Linked DNA regions of Mus musculus: region 1 is linked to region 2. The links are chromatin contacts, called in public promoter capture Hi-C maps. All regions are on one chromosome and are shown on one strand. The core of a region is the stretch at or near the end of the contact, and the rest is flanking DNA. Distances in the headings are between cores, read along the strand shown. Region 1 holds the start of Ccdc83 (coiled-coil domain containing 83). Region 2 overlaps Picalm (phosphatidylinositol binding clathrin assembly protein).

Evidence for each region. Promoter capture Hi-C pulls out the DNA fragments that hold promoters and counts their contacts.
Region 1: a contact with region 2 is called in a promoter capture Hi-C map of macrophages, with 7 read pairs. The contact joins the promoter of Ccdc83 here to the enhancer-like site in region 2. A contact is called at or near these places in 11 of 39 promoter capture datasets (the 3T3-L1 cell line, 3T3-L1-derived adipocytes, HPC-7-derived erythroid cells and 7 more), 31 of 484 Hi-C or Micro-C datasets (the AML12 cell line, the C2C12 cell line, the HPC-5 cell line and 20 more), 4 of 115 datasets of contacts at active chromatin or transcription factors (bone marrow-derived dendritic cells, embryonic stem cells, fibro-adipogenic progenitors and 1 more) and 4 of 9 other capture datasets (adipose tissue, liver, macrophages and 1 more).

Annotation. Positions count from the first base shown.
Region 1 is chr7:90,263,983-90,267,631 of GRCm38.p6, reverse strand. It overlaps Ccdc83 (coiled-coil domain containing 83), which reads left to right and starts at 2,200. Exons shown (of 11, transcript NM_183293.1): 1 at 2,200-2,308.
Region 2 is chr7:90,199,121-90,202,526 of GRCm38.p6, reverse strand. All of the region lies in intron 19 of Picalm (phosphatidylinositol binding clathrin assembly protein), which reads right to left. Among named protein-coding and RNA genes, the nearest start is that of Ccdc83, 65 kb to the left of the region's middle. Within about 2 kb of position 2,101, at least 13 of the 459 cell types and tissues checked have an H3K27ac peak or open chromatin away from gene starts, as enhancers often do.

The sequences.
Region 1 (3,649 bases), core at 951-3,450, 65 kb before region 2:
GACACATAGCCCTCGCCAGTGCTCGGGTGTATATAAGCAGTCCTCCCTGGGTTCCCGGGGTCCCCGTAGCAGCATCGAGGCGTTCCTGCAATAGAGGCTGTTGAGAAGAATCCGACCGTGTTGTGTCTTCCTTGCTGGCTGAGGTGGGCGCGACAACTCACTCTTTAGACCAGGCTGGCCTTGAACTCAGAAATTCGCCTTCCTCTGCCTCCCAAGTGCTGGGATTAAAGGTGTGTGCCACAACACCCAGCTTAGTTCCTCCTGTTGGCTCACCTGCTCTTCTGTTTGGTTTTCTATAACAAAGTCTTCAATGTAGCCCAGGATGACAGCGCTCTCTCTCTCTCTCTCTTAACTAGCTCCCTCAGTTCCCTTCCTTCATTAGGTCACTAATATAATAGTAATGTATTAACCTTTTAAAAATTATAACCTAGAGCCCCACCAGCCAAGAGCATGAGCTGGCCCCACCCCTTGTCTGCTATGCAGTGGCGTAGGTGAGGAGAGATGCACCCCCATCACCTGTAGCAGGTGGGAGAGCTGACCCTGCCCCTTGCTGGCTGTGGCATTGGGTGAGCTCGCTGAAGCAGTGCTGGAGAGCTGGCCCTGATGGTGTGGGTTTCCGGACGCTGGTGAGTTCACCAACTCAGCTACCAGTCAGACCCAGATCTTCCTATGTAGCCCAGGCTGACCTTAAACGCCTCATCCTCAATCTAACCCAACAGCTTTCCCATCGCTATATGGATGGGGTGACCAGCCCTGCTGACCCGAAGCTGCAGGTTCTTCATGACACAGGGCAACAACAGGATATCTAAGAGGAGTCCCAGTAAGGACCCAGTATTGATAGTGTAGCAAAAGCCAGTAGCCTCCAACCAGACCAACGACTCGTTGCAAGTAAAGATGTATAACACGCTGTGATACACTACAGCTTCCACTAGGCATTTTTGGAGGGCAGGTGGCTTGTTTGTTTGTTGTTGTTGTTTTGTGTGGTTGGTTGGTTCGTTTGGGTTTTCGAGATGGGGTTTCTCTGTATAGCCCTGGCTGTCCTGGAACTCAGAAATCCACCTGCCTCTGCCTCCTAAGTGCTGGGATTAAAGACATGCACCACCACTGCCCGGCCTGATTTTTTTTTCAATTGTAATTTTTTTGTTGTTGTTATCTTGTGTGGTGGGAGGTTACAAAGGCCAAGGATGAGTATGAATGGATGGGGAAATGAGAGGGATTGGGGTGCATAATGTAAAATTCACAAAGAACCAAAAAAGGTTTTTAAAAATTCCTTACTATGTTTTAATCTATTTTTTAAGCCAACTAGATCACTTGGAAGTGAGTCGGAGGCCTAAAAGAGCCTGGCTTCTGACTTCCCAGGCCAAAAAAAGAAAATTACTGGAGTGTAATGAGAGAAATGGGAGGCTTTAATAGACTGCCTTCAGGATGAGGCTGAACTGCACTATATTGCTTTGTTAAACGCTTAAAAGTAAAATGAGAAGACAGATGCAAAGACTTCAGTGCCTCAAGTTGCCCTGTGAGCACTTGAAGAGTTAAACCAAGCTGACAAACGCAGACAGAAAAGCAGAGCACCTCTGTCACAGGAGTTCTGCCCCTTCCCACACCCGGGGAGTTGTTTTGAAATCACAGAGGAGTCATTTTATATCAGCAAATATAAGCTTGCAATGACCCGAGCGAGGCATGCGCACAAAGCTGGAGTCCTATTTACATACACCACCTTCCAAGCACAGAGAATTCGAAAAGAGGAGAGAGAGGCCTTGGGGGAAAAGAAGAAAGGACTGGACCACTGCCCTAACCTCTGCATGCACTCCCTCACCCGCACTATTCCTCATATGCCCGCCAGGTGGCGCGCGCGAATCGCCATGGTGCCTAAACCAGAATGGGATAGTAGATGAAGATGCCAGTCGCTTTGAAAACAGCGGGAAGTGACCCGGATGGGGTTGGAAGGGAGGGAGGGAGAGTGCTTTGGGCTATTTGTACTTGAGAACCACCAGCCCACAACCCGGAATTCTCACCTGAAAACGCTGGAGACGATACTGGGAGAAAGCTAACATCCTTGTGTGACCTCTGACTTCTTCAGTCTGCCCCCAAAACTTTATAGGAACCCTCCCCCACTACAGCGGACACGCCCTCCTCTTGATTTGCCCTGACACGAGATGGGCCTGGGGTCGCGCCCTCTGGTTTTTCCCTCGGAGCGTTGTTCCTGAGCGGTTAAGAACTGTTGAGAAGGGTTCTCCAAGCCGTGCCCCTCTTTCACCACTCTGGAGACAGGGATACCTGCCTGGTTTTAGCCGCCCTAAACTTAAAGGTTTGTAACCTTCAGGGTGTCCTAGCGCAGTCTCTTAACTCAGTAGATGCCCAGCCCTCTGATGCAGTAGTCCCCCTTTATCAGTTTCAGGTACCTGAGGATCTTTGTGATGGATGGGCTTAAGGGGTGGGTATTAAATGGAAAATGCCTGAAATAAGCATTTTTGTTTAAGTAACGTTTGTCATATCTGATAACTGTTCTATTCCAGTATTATTAATCTTTAATTTATACTAAGTTTTGTTACAGGTTTATAGGTACACAGTACGGAAGGGGGCGGAGGCTGTGATGGCATCTATAATGATTGGTAGTATCCCAAGACTCAAGCATCCCTTTGGTGTCTTGGAGTCCCAACCTCACAGAATAAGTAGACCTTTGTGTTGCTGTCTACCACTCCACAATTTCCTCAAAGCTTTATGAATACTCTTAACAGTTCTGAAACGAGATGGAAAAGATGGAGAAAGAAACTGGGGGTCAGACAGGACCAAAACCTGTGCTGAACTGACTTAGTGGGGAATCAGAGGTTCCACTTCTCCTTCCTTCTCCTAGTGTCCCCAGTGGTTCCCAAGCTGAGGAAAGCTTGATACCTCCAAAAGATGTGTGACAATGTCATTCATCTACATGTTTCTAAACACATAGATCTCAACAAACGGTTTTAATGGTACTTTTCTAAAATGAATAAGCTTTGCATTTTCACACTATTTGGGACTATGTACATATATATAGTCTATATGAAAAGACGTGTGAAGGATTTTAAAGTAATTTTAGATGGAATTACCACTTGTAAAAGGACTTAAGTAAATCAACTTCATTTTGTTTTAACGCTGGAGTGCATTTCTGATTCTGTTAACAGTGCATTCTAGTGAGACAGAAAACCTTCTCTAGGTCAAAAAGCGTTCCTGGCATAAATGAACACTTGAATTCCAAAGAATTTTGCTGGGATGGGGAGATGACTCAGTGGGGAAATGTGAGCTGTGTGAGTATATAGACCAGGTTCTAGATCCCCAGTGCCCATAGAAACGTTGGGACGGTGGGCATGGTGGAATCGCAGTGTCTGGGAGGCAGAGATGGATCCCAGAACCCACTGACTAGCTGGACTCGCTGAGTTAGCAAGCTATAGGTCCAAGTGTGAGACCTTGCCTCAACATACACTGCAGAGGGCAGTTAAAGAAAACATCCACTGTCGACCTGTACACATGCACCTGCTCCCACACATGTCTACACACATGCAAACACATGCACACCATGCTTACACACACAAGCAAAATAATATTTCTTCTATATATAATTTATTTTTATTTTATATCCTTTGGTGTTTGGCCTGCACAGATGTCTGTCTGAGGG
Region 2 (3,406 bases), core at 852-3,351:
AAGAAGATCAGAAGTTTAAGGTACGAAATAAACTGAGTAGGCTATTTTGAGACCCCTTCTCAAAATTAAAACCAAAACATTAACAAAAACAAAAATATAGATGCCTATAACTAAGGAAATACTTCCTTATATCTTTACATTTACACTCTCCAGTAACTCAAAGGACTGGATAGTAAGAGTCAATCTTATAGACTCTTTTCTAAAAAAACAGACTTTTCTACAAACACAGACAGGAACTCAAGAGAAAACTGGGCCTTGCTTCTTCTGGAATGACTCACCAGGTATTTATAGAAAGACAAATTGAACTGGATTCAGCCTCATTTATAATCTGGGATCTAGAGCACTTAAGCCCTTAATACCTGAAACCCAATGTTTATGGTAAATGGTAGTCATAAAGGTTGAGTGGCTGTAAATACTCTGCATCCTGCCTGGCAGAAATCAGGAATTCAAATGAGCTCATTCACTACTTAGCACTGACCATCACACATTCCCCTATGCATACGGAGGCTCTCGTCAGAAGCCCCTGCATCTGTGTAGCTCTTGGTTGTCTGCTGTATCTGTACCATGATCCCTCTTAGAGAAGCTCACTTTACCACTCATTCATTTGTGCTTCCAAATGGCACTCACCTTAAGGTTCCTCAGGTGAAGGCAACATTATTTTACCACTTATTCAGTTATCACCAGGGACTTACATATTATGATCATTCCAAAATGTATTAAAATGTGTTTGTTGATAAAATCCTTTGTACAGACTTGCCTCCAAATTCAGATAAGAGAAAATTAGAACGTCTCTAATTTTAAAATTTAACATCTTAAATTTACTTTTACACCTAATGTTTATTAGTGTAGAAACATACTAATCCAACCTATAGAAATATGAAAGGTTATATGCTTTGCTGCTGTTTCAGTGCATGACACCTGCCTGTCTGTCTGTCTGTCTCTCTCACATACACACACCCCTTACCCCTCTGGAACAGAAAGTAATTAACTGTTGTTGGGTTTGGGGGGGGGGGGGGGAGAAACCATGAACACACAGAACAAATCCAGTTCTATAATAATGAACCCATTGCCCTTTTGTCTAGTTCATGTAGTTGGAATTTAAGAGTTCTACATTCTGATACTAATAGTTCTACCCATTCCTTCTGTCTAACCCTCTCTTCTTTCCTTCCTTTCACAATTAAGAGTGCTAGGCAAGTGCTGGACCACTGGACTGTATTCTCAGCACCTAAATCAACCAACCATTTTCTACGTGAACACACACACACACACACACACACACACACACCAGTGTGTTCATTCATTATTATAGGAACTTCCCTCAGGCTGTGTGTTCATGATCACTGCCCTTCTACTGCACCAAGAAAGCTTTAGCTACATGCTGGCAGCCTGACACTGGATTTCCCATTGAAACGAATTTCAATTCACTGCACATTACTCAGCTTGTGTGTTTTATATAGTAACACTAATAAAACACATCCTCTTAAAGCTGATGTCATCAAGAAATATTTAGCGATAACAGACAGTACTATTCCAAGATCCCAGAGAATCAGCCTCAGAAACCGTAAGTTGTCTCAGGGTGTTTAGAGCACAGCCAGATCACTAGTGGCACATCCAAATCTACTTACTAGATGGGAATACACACATACTATACTGTGTTGTATGCCATTAGTTTTCTATTAAAGGCAGTCCCATTCTTTGGTTGCCTCTATGAGAAGCAAGAGGCAAGGATAAGTACTCTTCTAGAGGACACCATGTGAGGACAGCTTCAGAATTCCAGCCTCTGGGACAGAAAGTAAATACTCTGCTGCTGTATTAATCCACAGAGCTTGCCATATTTTGTTACTGCTGCCCTTGGAAACTAATAGACTCTTAATGCACATATTTCGGGCTCTAAGGCTGTTAACTTTTTGGTTCTTAAAATTAAATTTAAATTCCTATTTATTTCAACTCAATTCTATCATGATATTTAACTTATAGAAAGAAGTTTAAGTGCTATCAGAGCTGAAGTGATTGCTCAATGTTAACCAGCACTTGCTGTTCTTCCTGAGGACTGCGGTTAGATTCTCAGCTTGGCATCGTACATGATGACTCACACCTGTGTAACTCTAGTTCCAGGGATCTGGTGCCCTCTTTGGGCCTTTGTAAGCATCAGGCAGGAACATGGATAGACACTCAGGCAATATACCCGGACATAATACAATATATTTTAAATGAGATTATGAAACTTTCAAAGGAACTTTTGAAGTGGTAACTTAAGCGTTCTTTGGAAAGCAGTTGGATAGTGTTTTGCTGAGGCAAACATATGAAAGAATAAATGGATACAGGTGAAAGACTAAGGTAGACTCCTGAAGGAACATTTCACTGAAACAGACACAGGAGAGAGGATGGCTAAAGAAACATGTGAAAGGATGTGTAATGAAGAATTCTTTGCTAACATTAAGCTCCCTTTGTTGGGACTTGAGGACTCTAGATTGACTGAATGCATGTGCTGAAGCAAGATCCCTGCTGAGGCAAGGCACACAGAAGATACATGATGTTTGGAGGGTATACAGAATGACAGAGCTTGGCCTGCTGGTACAGTTAGCCATGCAATGCTGTAAAGATCACATCTTAGCTGATCTTCACTTTCCTGAGAGGCACAACACAGAACTTCTCCTGATGTTCCTGCTGGTCTCTCCCACTGACAAGCTCAGGCTTGTGACAAGGTCTGGCTGTGTCTGCTAAGTCGTGTCACCGCTGTTGCTGACCCGAATCTACCGAACTAGACTGCGGGCAGATCCACGAAATGTTTGGGAATGGATTGATCTACTGCTGCTAACCTGTGAACTGAACTGCCAATTTCCAGACAGCACAGACGGGAGCTGCTCCAAAGAATGTTTCTAAACAGGCCCACTCACTTCCCCATATCCTTCCTTTCCCACTACCTCTGGTGGGTGGTGGGCTACAAGGGAGGTTAAAGCGTTTAAGAACCATCATTGAAAGTAAGGTTTGGAAAAAAAGTTACAAACTTTTCTAGCATACACTATAAAACAAATGTAGTCTCACACTTTCTATACACTCAGAGCTTCTGAAGTTCACTATGACGACATTGTAAAACTTTGGCCACCCAAGACTTTATTAATGCTTTCTGGCTACAAGACAAGAAATAAAGGTTTTAAAAAAGAAAACCTAGAAAGTAAGGCCTTCCGCTACACTTGTTTTATTAGCAACAGAGGTTAGAGATGAGACTCCTAATATTTTTTTATATGATTAACTGGTATATAATAAGGGCTACAGAATCAATTTTTCATTTATGGTACCAAATCTGATTCCCAAAGTAAATTTTCTCATAATATTATATAATAATAAGTAGGAAAAGATAAATGAGCATAAAGTACTGCTGAAAATCCAAACAACATTATTCATG